Linked DNA regions of Urocitellus parryii: region 2 is linked to region 1. The links are chromatin contacts, called in public Hi-C maps. All regions are on one chromosome and are shown on one strand. The core of a region is the stretch at or near the end of the contact, and the rest is flanking DNA. Distances in the headings are between cores, read along the strand shown. Region 1 holds the start of Pappa (pappalysin 1). Region 2 holds the start of Trim32 (tripartite motif containing 32).

Evidence for each region. Hi-C and Micro-C count contacts between places; a contact is called where the count stands out from the background.
Region 2: a Hi-C map of muscle shows a contact between it and region 1, with 3 times the contacts expected there. The contact joins the promoter of Trim32 here to the promoter of Pappa in region 1. A contact is called at or near these places in 2 of 2 Hi-C or Micro-C datasets (liver and muscle).

The regions. Positions count from the first base shown.
Region 1 is chr4:193,539,672-193,546,755 of mUroPar1.hap1, forward strand. It overlaps Pappa (pappalysin 1), which reads left to right and starts at 2,446. Exons shown (of 22, transcript XM_026393335.2): 1 at 2,446-2,866. The coding sequence starts at 2,446.
Region 2 is chr4:194,005,193-194,012,276 of mUroPar1.hap1, forward strand. Trim32 (tripartite motif containing 32) reads left to right here and starts at 3,281. Exons shown (of 2, transcript XM_026393330.2): 1 at 3,281-3,325. All of the region lies in intron 15 of Astn2 (astrotactin 2), which reads right to left.

The DNA of each region.
Region 1 (7,084 bases), core at 1,196-3,695:
TTCTATTGGAGAGGAAGGGAAATTCTGAATGACATAATTTATGCAGTTCAACATAGCTCTTTTCTTATTGAATGACAACCTTGTGACTTCTATAGGTGACTGGAGTAGCAGGAAGTCAAAGATTTGCTAAGATGAATTCCTTATCCGTATCATTGTGCACCCAGGGTCCTTTATTCTTCTAGCCAGCCTCTGAAAACTCATTTAGAATATACTGTGATTTTTCATTTTATAGCTGGAGAACTAGAGTTCAAACTTCTTAGCTTAAGATTACATAGCAAGTTCTTCCCAAACCAGAAAGATCTGAATCTGGGATCTCCTGTTTTCAAAATGGTTCCATGATTCCCACAGAGCACATTCCAGCTTTTATAGAGGGGATGTCTGAGTCGTTTGCTCATCTTACAAATCTTTATACTTTTACCAGCACACATTCTCCACTGGTTTTCTCTCTCCCTGAAGCATGTAGCAATGATCCCAGACCTCAGGAAGGATCTGGAGCAGCCCTGAGGACAGGCGCACCATAGGGATGAAAGTCACAAATTAGTGGCATTAATTTCACATCAGGTTTCCAGTATGCTATCCACATGCAAACCTCACACAGCATATTTTTATCACTACATTATTTGGATAGACTGGTAACTAATAATTTGTAATCCACCACTGCTAACTCATTTTGACTTATTAAACACTTTGGAGGGGGAAAAAAAAAGAAGAAGGAAACTGTTTTGCCATAAGGGGGAGCTTTTGAGTTCCATAAAGAGGGGGGAAAAAGAAAAAAAAAATATTACATATATGTCCCAGTTCAAAAACAGATTTACAAAACAGCAAATGGCCAGATCCTTTTCTGTGACTTGGACAATAACAGAGAACCACAATTGCTTAGGTTGAAATTAGGTAAACTAATGTTTTGCTCTCTTGTTGTTTGTATAATATTAAAATAATTCTTAACCACCAACAGAATATTTTTAAGAGTATTCAGGGGAATTCAGAGACCCAGTTTCGCTGGGTCTACAGCTTCTGAAAGACAGATGTCCTGGAAAATGCCTTTCCCTCTGCTGTCTTCTGATGACTCCATGATAAATTTGGGAACAACTAGGGTTAGCTACAACTGGCCACTCTTGGGGCTCCGGGAAGAGGGGGGCCCTTCATCACTACACTGTGGAACTTCAGGAAAATTCTGAGAGGGAGAAGGAAAAAGGGAGGAAAGACTGGGAAGGTAAGAGAGAAGGGAAAGAGGAAGAGAGAGGAATGGAACAGGGGGTGAGGGAGAGAGAGAGAGAGAGAGAGAGAGAGAGAGAGAGAGAGAGAGAGAGAGAGAGAGAGAGAGAGAGAGAGAGAGAGAGAGAGAGAGAGAGAGGTGTAAGAGGAAGGAGGAGGAGGGAGGGAGAGAGAGGTGAGAGAAAGAAAAAGGGAGAAGAGAAAGATGGAGAGAATATTTTTAAAATTTGAGAATCAAGTTTCAAGACGCTTTATGTACTATGGAAAAGGATGAGGTTTACCAGCAAAGTGCAAAGGGGATCCTGAGAGAAGAGATAGGTTTTTCTCCGGCCAGGAGGAAAAAAAAAAAAAAATCAGGGGAGCGGGCGGAGGGGGAGTGATGAAGAAGGGGAAAAAAAACAAGCAAAACAAAACAAAAACAGGAATGTGTGTTTTGAACAGGAATGAGGAGAGCTGGGAGGACCATAAGGGGGTGTGTACAGAATTTATTAAATTGTTACTTTAAGATTGTCTTCTTTAAAAAAAAAAAAAAAAAAAAAGAGGGGTGGGGGGGTGGAGAAGCAGGAGCGAAGGAAAGGAGGCAAATGGCAAAGTGGAGGAAGGCTGGGTAGCTCGGCCTCTCCAAACCGATTGATTAGTCATGATCCCCGCAGTTTTAACAGGGACTCATTCAATTGAGAAGGTGGAGCGCTCGGGAGCAGATTAGCTTACGCTTGTTTACTCATCTTCTGAGGGATTTTTTCCCCCCTCTTTCCTTTCATTTTGTGAAGAAGGAGGGAGGGGAGGGGGGACTGGGGGGGGGAGAAGGGGGCTGTGGCTTGTGTTATAAAGGACGCAAAAAATAAATAAATTAGAGCATCTTTTGGGGGGGAGGGAATTCAGCGGATCAGTGTCTTAGAGGAGCTTTTTTTTTTTTTTTTTTAGAGCGAGAAATCATATAAAATAAAATGAAATAAAACAAGAAGGAAGGTAACCAGCTGTTAGAGGGGGAAATAAGGCAGATAAAGGAGCGGGGAGAGAAATTAATTGCCAACCAGGAGGAGTTGGACTGTATTTTTCAAAGGTGGGGGGAGTGGAGCACACACCTTGAGGAGGAAAGCGAGAAAGAAAAGAAAAAAGCAAGTGGAAGGGGGGCTCGCCCAAGAAGGGTGAACAAGAAGAAAGCTCCCAAAGCTGGCAGCTCCGGGCGGCGGTGCAGGGGCGAAGGGGGGGCGGGGGGGACCGTCGGACATGCGGCTCTGGAGTTGGGTGCTGCGCCTGGGGCTGCTGAGCGCCGCGCTGGGCTGCGGGCTGGCCGAGCGCCCCCGCCGGGCCCGGAGAGACCCGCGGGCCGGCCGCCCCCCGCGCCCCGCCGCCGGCCCGGCCACCTGCGCCACCCGGGCGGCCCGCGGCCGCCGCGCCTCGCCGCCGCCGCCGCCGCCGCCGCCGCCGGGCGGTGCCTGGGAAGCCGTGCGCGTCCCCCGGCGGCGGCAGCAGCGGGAGGCGAGGGGCGCCGCCGAGGAGCCGAGCCCGCCGAGCCGGGCGCTCTATTTCAGCGGGCGCGGCGAGCAGCTGCGCCTCCGGGCCGACCTCGAGCTGCCCCGGGACGCGTTCACGCTGCAAGTGTGGCTGCGAGCGGAGGGGGGCCAGAGGTCCCCGGCGGTGATCACAGGTAGGCGAGGGCGCCCAGACGGGCGCTGCACCGTCCCCGTGGCCCTTGAAGCGCGCGGGTGCCTGGACGCGGGTGGCGGGCGGGTCGGGGGCTTGCGGGTGTGTCTGTGGGGCAGCCACCTCGGGAGCCTCACTTTGTCCCATCTGAGGAATGGGCACACGGGGAAGGTGTCGCTGCCTGCCCCCCCCCCAGCCACCGCGAGCAGAGTGGGGAGCGTTCCAGGCGGCTGGAGACCCTGAGTCGGGGAGGGCTAGTCCCCGGGGAGCCTAGCGCACGGAAGCAGTTCTCTGCATTGTCAGACGGACTCCGTCTGGGTTGGAGAGGGAGGGGAGGATGACCCAATTGGGTTGCATGTAAAAGGAAGCTAGGGGACCTTTGATTTCTCTGACTTTTTGGTGGAGGTAGCCCCCTGGATTGGCCCCTTCACCCTGGAAGCTGGCAGGGACAATGTTGTTGTGATCACCAGACTTAGAAGTCCTCGAAGTGCCCCAAAGTCGCTCTGTTTGAAACCTGCCTCTGGGGTCCACCTCCCTTGTCCCCCAAGTCCCCCAACACACACCGCAGCCCCACGCACTGTCCTCCCATATCTTTGCTTTTAAAGCCCGCTGCCTGCCACTCGGAATTGGGGAGAGACCTTCCTAACACACACCCCGCCAGCTTTCTCCAGACCCCGCTGCGAAATGGGGCGCTTTTCTCATTTGGGACTTTTATGAGCCCGTAATGAATTTGAGTTCTCCCTCCTTACCCTCCCTCTCTCTCCCCTACGCAGCAAAGCCCATAGTGAAACCGGACACTTAGCGAGGGTTGCAAACCTTAGAAATGCGCCAACATTCATTTTTCCCCCTCTAAATGAATCTGTGGAAATGCCTTTAATAAAACTGGGGGGTGGAGGGGGCGGCGCTGGAGGAGAGAATGAAAGTTTTGCTTCTTCGTCTGGGAGATTCCCTTTCTGCACACTCTTGCCATGTCCTGGGACGTCTTAAAGTGAGAGTAGGGGTTCCCCCTTCGCTGCAAGCCAGCAAACGTGTGGAGGCGTTTTGCGATCCCACCCCCTTACACACACTTTCTTAGAAGGGGAAGCTCCGAGAGCTCTTCGGACAGTCAGCTTCTTTCTCGCCTTGGCTTGGACTTTTTTCTGACAATGTGCTGACGATCCTATTTCCATGAAGTCCACTTCAGGGAACCCAAACTCTGCTGCTGTACCAAAAAGATGTCCCCTCAAAGCCCGAACTTTCCAGCTACCAAACGAGAGCTAGAACTACTCCCCCAACACACACAACTGACGTCATCGTCATCCCTTGCTATTTTTCCTTTTTTCCCCCGGGAAAGGAGAAGGAAACCGGGCTCACTCGCTTTTAGCTCCCCTAGTCAACCAGAGCAGGATATAATATGGAACAGAAGAGGCAGTATTCAAAATAATAATGACGACAGTGATAATTCAGGGATTGGTGTGTACTTCTCCTTTTTTATACATATGAAAAGCAGTCTGCTGCTTGGAGGTGATTTAAAAAACAACAACAACAAAAAATAGACCTGTTTTTTTCCGAGCCTTTACCTGTCCTACTGGTGATTTGGAGCATTTCCCCTCTGAAGAGGAGAACCCAGAGTTATTTAGGTATCATAAGTGAAGGGGTATATGTATTTGTGTGTATGTGTGTGTGTACACACACACACACACACACACACACACACACACACCTGGGATTCCACGGGATTGCTTTATGTGTCTGTAACTCAGACAAGGGTCTCTTCACATGCGTACTCTTGATACTCATTCACTCTTTTCACACAAAGATTGTTGCAGTAAAATACTTTAATTGGATGGAGGACGTTAAGCTATTATTGCTTGTATAAAATGCCTGGTCCATTTTATGTGTGGAAATAACATTCCTCTCAAAACGAGAAAAAAAAAAAAAAAGGCACTGCTGTCGTGTAGCCCCAGAAAGCTAGGAGCTTTTCTCCGGAGGATTCTGGTGGATTTTTTTTCCCTCCCCTACTTGAGTCTGAGCCAGATTTGGCGGTGTGTAAACACCTGGCCCAGAGCCAGAAAAGACTCCTTCTGCAGTATCCTCTACACGGTACAGACTGTTGGAGGAAAAAGAACCTGCTTCTCCTTGAATTAAAAAGCAAACAGAAGTGCTTTTCCAGCTCCCTCCTGGGTGTATGCTGGGGCTGGGAGAGGCTGGACACTCAGGTGGGTGCAGGAAGTCCATCCTCGCACAGGGACCTCAGGTGCCTAGTTGGCTGCCTGACCTCTGCTGGCTTTCTCTGGCTGGGGGTCACCACTTTCGCAGGAATCCCTGGTCACCTATCTTGAGAGCAGTCATCGCTCAGCAGGGACTACACTGCTATTTCGGGCAGAGGGCTGCTTGCTGACTTGCTGTCAGGCCAAGCTGCCTTACATCACTCTTTGCTGCAGGATTCAATTGGGTTTCATAAAGGTCTAATTTTACGGTGCTGTTAACCAGGTCTGTCATCTGCCAGGGGCAGCCCTTGCCACGCCTGGGGTGCTTCCTGATCTGCTGGCCTGGGGTGCTATTTCCACCCAGGTTCAAACTTTAGGGACACCAGTTCAGGCCCTCTCCTGAGAGGCAGGGGAAACAGTGAAGGAGCAGTTTGCTTCTGAAGCTTGGAAAACATGCCTTTCATTTTTCTAAAAGGGAAGGAGAGGGGGAAATTATATATATATATATATATATATATATATATATATATATATATATATGAAGGTTTATGCAGGCAAAAACAAAGACAAAGTTAGAAAGTGCCTGCTTGCATGCTGGGCACCCTCTAATGATGAATGGTCTTTAGGATTGAAGAATTCTTTAAGGTTTCTGTGAGAAGGGTCCTCAGAGGTTACCCAAGCTAGTCAGTCACCTTTTATGCCAGATGGGGAGAGACACAGAGAGGGACCAGGTGGGTGCTGGCTGGCACAGCTGGCTCCTCAGTAGCTTCTTCGGTGACTTTCAGCCTTGCCCCCTACATGCTGAGAGTACATAGCTCGTAAACACCATCTCCTCTCACCCCACACAGACCCACCACCCAGATGCAGCCTTCCGCCTTCCTGCTGGCACAGTGGGCTCCCTTTCAAGTTGGCCTGGGATTGGGGGCTTGTTTCTGACATCCCTTTGCTTTTGTATCACACAGTGCAGGATCCAGACCCCTGCCCCTCATCCCCATCTGCACCCCCCACACATACACCTCTCCAGTCTGAAAGAAAGAGAAAGAAAACAATAGACTCAATTTGCTCCGTGGAGCAGAGGCCCTGAGCAGCAGTTAATCTTGTTAAAGTTTCTCCTAACCTGTTAGATAAGTGAAATGTGGACCCCACAAGTGTTGCCCGCCTCCCAGCCTCAATCCCACTCCCCTTCCCTGGAATTCCAACTCAGAAGGAGAAAGGGATTTTCCTACCTCCCACCCAGCACCTTGGCTGGCCAGTGTCTTTTCTCTTGTTGGAACTGTTGGAATGGATTAAGTTTGCTGGTTTCCCTCCAGAGTCTTCATCCCTCCCATCTGCAGCCCCTGCTTCATACTTCTCACTCTACCTCTCAAAAAGAGTTGCCCCAGCTTTTATGAACTTCATCTATTAACATGGCTCTCCCTTAACATCTGTGATCCCACCTGGCATCTAGAATACCGCAGTGGTTAGAACTCTGTTTCAGCAGGTGGATCACCTACAGGGGAATCCACCCTTGCCCTGGACTAGCTGTGTGACCTTGGGCAAGCCAGCTGACTGTTCGGGGCTTCAGCCTCCTCATCCACAAAGTGAAGGTGGGGTAGGCACTTATCACCTAGGGCAGAGTGAACTTGAAGTGAGCTTGTGCGTGGAAAATTCTTAGAATCAGACTTGGCATGTAGAAAGTGCTTGACAGATTTCATTCTTATTAGTAGATGTGATTTTTCAAAGATTTCAGTCCTGGCGTTTTTAGAGGCAAGAAGAAAACCTCCTCTCCCGGGTGCCTGCAGGGTGGCAGACTCTGCTGGGGGGCATGGCCTTCTGCCAGAGCCTTTTACCCTCAGGACCACCCTGAGAGATGGACATCATTGCCCCTTCTTTATAAAAGAGGAGTTTGCATCTCAGAGAGTTGGAGTGACTTGGCTGAAAGCCCCACAGGTCTTCTAATGGGCAGGGCCCACATGTGAACTCAAGTTCCAAGTGCTTGCTTCCTGTGTCAGCAGAGAAGTGACTTAAGTACCCTTCCTTAACCTGGCTGCAGA
Region 2 (7,084 bases), core at 2,031-4,530, 470 kb after region 1:
TTACATTTTATGTTGTAAATAACTACTATTATCCCTATTTTGTAGAGGAGAAAAGTAAAGTACTGAGATGTTAAGTTGCCCAAGGTTATAAAGCTTTGTCAATTCCAACAAGTTATCTAGGCTTATGTTAGATCATCTTCTTATATATTCCCTAAAATAACTTTCTGGGGAAAATGGGGCTGATTCCAGAGCCCTTGCTCTTTCTAAACAATGGTGTACTTAAATGAGTAAATTTATTTTTTAAAAATAATAAATGCAAAATAAACACTCCAACACTGTAGACAAAATGCTAAATGTTTTACATCTAACATCTCATTTTTTTCTCAACAATGTTGCCAGTTATCAATCCCTGTTTTAAAGAGAAAAGCACATAAAGTTTGGTGGTGTTATCAGTAAAACTGTGTCTCCAAAAAGGTATGTTGAAAGTTTAACTCCCAGAACATTAGAAGGTGACCTTATTTGGGAATAAGTTGCCATAAATGTATTCAATAAAAAGGACATCAACTGGAGTGGGGCAGGCCCTTAATCCAATATAACTATTGTTTCAAATCAAGGAATGCCTGGGGCTACCAGAATATGGAAGAAATAAGGAAGGATCTTTTTTCTTTTTTTCTTCCTATATTTTCCAGTGATGCATTAGAATTACACAGAATAGTGGGATTTGTTGTTATGAATTTCATATATGTACATAATATAACAAGATAATTTGCTTAATATAATTGCAAAGATCTCATAAAGCCTACAGAGAGCATGGCCCTGCTTATACCTTTATTTCAAACATTTAGCCTCCAGGACTGTGAGAGAATAAATTTTTCTTATTTTAAACCACCTAGTTTGTGGTAGTTGGTTCCCACAGCCCTAGGAAACTGATACAGGTGATTTAAATGTTAAATGGAAACCCATTATATTAAAATGCTGAATAAAGAGTATTTAAAGGGCTCCACAAAGAGTATTTTTAAATGTCTCTGTGTAAGAGGACTGCTAATATTGTGCCAGTGTATGCAAAGCCACAGAATAAAAATGAGTACAGTTCCAGAGTGCTTATTTTACTTTGAAAAATAAAAAGATTTTGTGTAAAGCATGGCAATTAATTCAACCGGTAAGTAGTTTAAAAATTTTTTTAAAAGACAGTCAAATAAACACTTTTTTTTGTAACAGGAAGAAATGATTTTTTTTAAAGGCATTCTTGAGCTTTATCTTCAGACTTTCAGTAGCACATTCCACTATTCTCTGGTGATGCTGCTCAGAACAGCTCAAATGAGAATCTTTTCCTTGACAGGATTATATCACATTGTCATAAGGGCTGCCACAAATTCCTTGACTTCTGAGCACTGACATTTCTTTTGAGTCTTATAAACAAACCTTAATAAAATAGAGAGATAGCACATGTCACAAATGTGGGTAATTTTGGCATGGTGGTTCATAGCCAACTGGACTAGATGTTTACTCTAGTTCTACCTCTTTCTGAGCCTTTGTTACCTCTTTTGTAACATGGAACTACTACTATCTACTTAAGGAACTGAAGGAATTAATTGTAACATGAATATCTACGTAGTGCCTGATATATTATGGTGCCCAAAACATGGCCAACACTTAATTGAGTGATCCCAGTGAGTCATTTTGCACTTAACTCCAGGCCAGTCAGGCAATTTGATTTGCCTAAGGTCACAATTCTGAGTCTGCTTTATTTACTCAACAAATTTTATATGCTGGGCATTGTGCTAACAGATATGACTACAAACAGGCAATGTCCTTCAGGGAAGTTCATATCCCACAGGTAAAGATGACAGGCAAAAGAATAAAGACCAACCTGTATGTGGTTTGTGAAAAACGATCAGAGTTAGAAGCAGGTACATAGGAAAGTAGGAAGTGTAAATACCCCTCCCTCCTGTTCCCCGAGGTTCTGTCTATATCCACCAGAGGCCAATTTTGACCAAAATCTGTTCCAGGCCTTTTAGTCTCCAATGCGGCTCCCTTCTCCATCTAGTTTTGACTCAATCTATTTTTACCCTGCCTGTTCAAACTCCATGCGGCCCTGAATTGCAAGTGCACTGTTGGTCTCAGGTATTCAAGGAGGCCATGAAGTATGTCAAGTATTAACTTCCTGTTTTCCCAATATCTGAAATGCTAGGGATTATGGATCCAGCAGCCCTGAATGGGTAAGAGCCAATTACAATTTTTAAAAAACTTCCATTAATTGACGATCTAAATTCATCCTCATAGCAAAATCTCACCTTCATTTACAGATAAAGAAATGGGGAGAATGGTTACACAAGATTAAGAAGTTGAATTTTCAGGATTGGGTTTAACTCTTAGGTTCTGACAGGTAGTACCTGGTGGCCTTGTTATTTAAACTTGGCATCATTAATCTTCTCTCAAAGAGTAGTTCTGAGGATTAAATGAGCTATGGAGGTGAATAACTTAGTTGTCACCAGTCAGCAAGTATTGTCTGTAGTTTTATCATTATGCACTGTCACATAGCAAAGCAGAACTTCAAAACCAGCACATACTACTTCAAACTCCCCCTTCACTCTTAAACTGTACAGTATGGTCACCTTCAGGAGCAGGTAACTGGCTCCAAGCTATTTTAGGGATTGCAGGTCCTGGCCACCCAGTAGATCAGCCTTTACCTGGTAAGACTTCACCACCCACCCGACTCCCCAAAGCCAGACTCGGGTTTGGGTTTCGGAGTAGCTTCAGTCTGCGAGGACAGAAGCTGTAGTGTTTCCCCATCTCTCTCTCTGCTGTCGGTCTCCCAGCTGAGTAGAAAAAACTCTCCTTTCCAGGAGCAGCTTTTTGCTCAGATAATGGCTCTAGTAAAGGGTGTGTCACGAGCAAAAACAGAGAGCTTGATGTAGGGAGTTGGGGTTCTGGGCTTGTCTTCCCTTGTGCCATTTCGCAGATGGGAAAGCTGAGGCTCCGAGGGCCTTTCTGTGAGGCGCTAAGGCATTCTTGGAAACTACCAACTGAAGACAGTTTACAGAAGAAGCCGACACGGAGTCAAACCCGGAGCTCTGGATTGGTTTCCGTCTCCCTGAGTGAACTAGACTCCTGTTGCGAGTGGGCCTCAGTTTCCTCATCGGTCGAAAGGAGACAGGAAGGAAGCTGAATAAAACGATGTTAGCCCCACTGCGCCACTGGGCCCAGAGCGATCTGCCCTCTGGCCTACAAGCCCCAGCATGCCTCGGGGCGGGGAGGAGCGCCATGACGGACAGGCGGCTCTGCGAATTGGAGCCCGATAAGGGGGCGTGCGGCGGCGCGTGCGCAGTGGGCGGCGGGCGGGTGGGCTGGCGGTGGTGGACGCGTTGGAGCCGCGGGCGGTCAGGTAGGGGGCGGGAAGGAGGGCAGGGGACCAGGGACCGCAGCCGGAGTCGCGGGCGGTGTTTGAGCGGCTGGGCGGGGACCCACGCCCCAGTGGCAGGGTCTGGGGAACGGATCCGAGAGGCAGGACGCGGTGGGGGTGGGGCTGCGAGGGGCAGGCTCGGGAGGGATTGGGGCTAGAATCGCAGGAGATGCAGCTGGGGGAGGGGAGCGAGTGGTTCTGCGAAGATTCGCAGTCGCAGCGTCTCGGTCTCGGGAGGTATGAGGTAATGTGGGGGCCCCGAAGACAGCCGGGTGCAGCATCTGGGTGATGGGAGGGAGTCTGAGGCCCCCAGTAGGATCTGGGTGCAGAATTTTAGAAACGTGAAGGAACTGGGGAGCCTTGATGAGATTCCAGGGAATGTAGGAGCGCTAGGCGTTTGCGGGGTAGGGGGCAAGGTCTAAGATCCGGTCTAGGGCGATCCTTGCTAAAGAGAAAGGAATTTCCGGATTAAGGTCTGGGAGAGATCGAGGGGTGAGTTCCTAGGGGAATCTGTAAGAAGCAGGATCTATGGTGTAGCAGGAGACCTGGCTAAGGTTTGAAAGCAGCACGTGAGGCAGGGTCAATGAAAGAAGGAGGAGTATGGTTTGCGTGCTGCACTGTTCCTGATGGAGTTGAGCGCTCAGATGAAAGGAGGGAGGAAATTTAAGGTGCAGGATTGGGGTGTTGAGCTGAGAAGAAAGGTTGAAGGCTACAGAGATTTGGAAACACGGATTAAAGAATATGTCAGAGGGATTTAGGGCACATGAGTGAATAATTCATGAGGTTTGCAAGGTTGCAATGTACAGTGCAAAAGGTTGAAATTCTATATTGTGAGTTGGGAACGGGATTTGGAGAGGATTGAATGCTGGGGTGGGGATGTTGTAACTGGGCTATAGAATTAAAGGCCTCTGGGGAGATTTGTGGGTTGGTATCTTAGACTACTAAAGGAATTCTGAAGTCTCTCATGGGAAGTGGAGTTCTGGATAACCAAGGACCTAAAAGTAACCTGTGAAACTATATATGAGTGTATATGTATGAAGTTTTGCATAGTCATGGGTTCAGAAATAAAGTCATAAGTCTTAAGAGAATCTGAATGTGATATTCCCTGAAGGTGGGTGTGGGCAGAATCTTCCTCTATTGAGACCTCTTATCCTGAGACACTGAGACTCCATCTGATTACTCCATTGCTGAAAGTGTTAAGACTTTGGGGAAGAAGAGTAGTCAAGGGTGAGGGGTGAAGCAGGGAAACTTCCCTTTTTCTGTACCCCCAAGCAGTTATAGTAGATGTATGAGATCTCTAGGGAATTGAGTGGACCATTATCTCAATCTGTTAATCCCAAAAGGTCTATTCTAGCTTAAAGAGGAAGTGGCTCTGTGAATGAGGTTTTTGGGCTGGAAGAGAAACAAAGGAAAAATCATGTATTGAAGAGCATTTAGCCCTATGCCATGTTATAAAGCAGTGTTTTTTAAAATTTATTTTTATTGCTGCATTATTAAAGCAGTGATTTTTTTTTACCAGGGTGATTTGGTTCCTCAGAGGCAATGTATGGAAACATTTTTTAGTTGTCACAGTGGGATGGGGATACTATTGGCCTCTAGTGGTAGACACAAGAGATACTGTTAAATGGCCCCCACAAAGTAAGCATTTTTTGGTCCAAAGTATAGTCCTAAAATTGAGGAACCTTGTTCTGAAGTCAAATATTCTGGGTTCAAATGTTGGCCCTATTTCTTCCTGACTTTGTGGTTTCGAATGACTTAACAGAGTAAAGGCACTCAGAGGTTTTCAGTAAAATGGGGTCAATGACAGGATTTATGCCATAAGATTTTTGTGAGGATTTAGTGAAGTAAATTAGGGTGCCCAGTGTCTGATACATGGTACTCCAAATTTATTAATTTTTAGTTCTTATATGTACTTTCTTGCTTACTTTTCATAACAATTCTTCTAAGTAATCTCTGCTGTACACAGTTTTACATATGAGCAAACTAAGGTTTAAGAAGTGACTTGTCCAGTGTCCATAGGTAGGAATAGCAGTTAAGCCATTCCTGTAACTTCATATATTCCCTCTTTCCTTAGTCTTATTTTCTAAGCCCATTCTCCTTTATTGAAAAGGAGGATTGCTCAGTTAGTATCACTGAATATTAGGTTAAACTCTAAAGGTGGGTAAATCTCTCCAGATTAAGTAGGGAGGAACTCTGTACTTTGTTCTTGGTTTGCTGTTAGACCTGGACCTTGAATAGATAAAGGGAGGTGCTTGAGGATAGCAAGGAAAAAGACTTGCAAGGGACTACACAATAAGGTTTGGAGGCCCTTGGCTTGAAAAAACACGAAATATGATATGTCAAGAGCTCTGTAAGGTTTTGAACAACCAATTAAAAAAAAAAAAAAAAACACCTCATTGCAGGGCCTCAGGCGAAAATCAACCATACTGTGAAGGAGGGTGACTACTGTTCTCAATGATCTCTTTTCGGCTTCTTTCCTCTGGGAGAGAATAGTAGTAGCATTGGCTCTATCAGCTCCAAGACTAGCTACAGCATTGCCAAAGCCAGTTTAGAAACAAAGCTGGACTGGATCTGAGAGCCAAGACTTTGCTGGAATACCCACACCCACCCCCAGCGAAAATATGTAACAGGAATTGAGTAAGCCTTGGAATCAGAAGCTAGAAGTATAACTGCTTTGCTTATTTTCTGTGTGATCTTGGTCAAGCACTTGTCAACCTCAGTTTATTAAAAATACAAATAAAGTGCTTAGTATGTGCATTATCTCAGTAAATCCGGTCAGCAATCTTGCTGATAATCTTTTATTCCTTATTTTGGTAAATTAGAAAACTAATAGGTTTAAATGACTTACTAGGCTACACACAAGTGGCTAAGCAGAGATGCAAGCCCGGATCCATCTCCTAAATTAGATTATACTAGTTTTATTAAAAGAGCCCTGTGCCTATGTCTGGAGAATGGTTAGAAGCAAACATTTATAAGCTGTTTTTTGTTGTTGTTCTGGTACTGGGGATTAAACCCAGGAGTATACTGTGCCACATCCCCAGCCCTTTTTATTGTTTGAGACAGGTTCCTCACTAAATTGCCAAACTGGCCTTGAACTTGTGATTCTCCTCCCTAGTTGCTGAGTACAAGGCTCTTGAAGTGGACTATTTTCTATACACTGATGTGATCCTGCCTCTGTTTTTTTCTATGGTCGAACAATCAGATTTAAGTCAGTTTATTTTAGTTGTTTCCAGGTTCCCTGAATGCCCTGAGTAATGCCAGATTCTGCCTGGAGGTAATGGTAGTCTAGTCAGCTGGGGAAGTGTAACACATCATTTGAGTCAATGTGGTTTTATGGCTGGGAGTTTACACATGAGTATTTGGGTCCCTGATCTCCTACTTAACTGGCTTTGAGATCTTGGACAGGTTACTTTTCTTGGAGCATTGTTTTCTTTACTTATAAATAACAGTCTTTACATAGTTTTGAAAATAAGAGTTATGTATCAAAGGTACCTGAAATTCAATAAATAGTTGTTTCACGAAAGATTGCAATTATAAAACAAAGTTAAAGCTGGAATGTTGTTTTCCCAGGTTTGAATGACCCTAATGTGGTCTTTGTCAGTATCAACCAAGTTCCTATCACCAGTTGTACTTTTCCCAGTGTCTGCTTCTTGATCCTTTAATCAAGGTGGGTGGGGGTGACCTCATGATTAAATGAGCATGTATCATATGAAAAGAAAGGAACTAAAAGAAAGAGTTGGA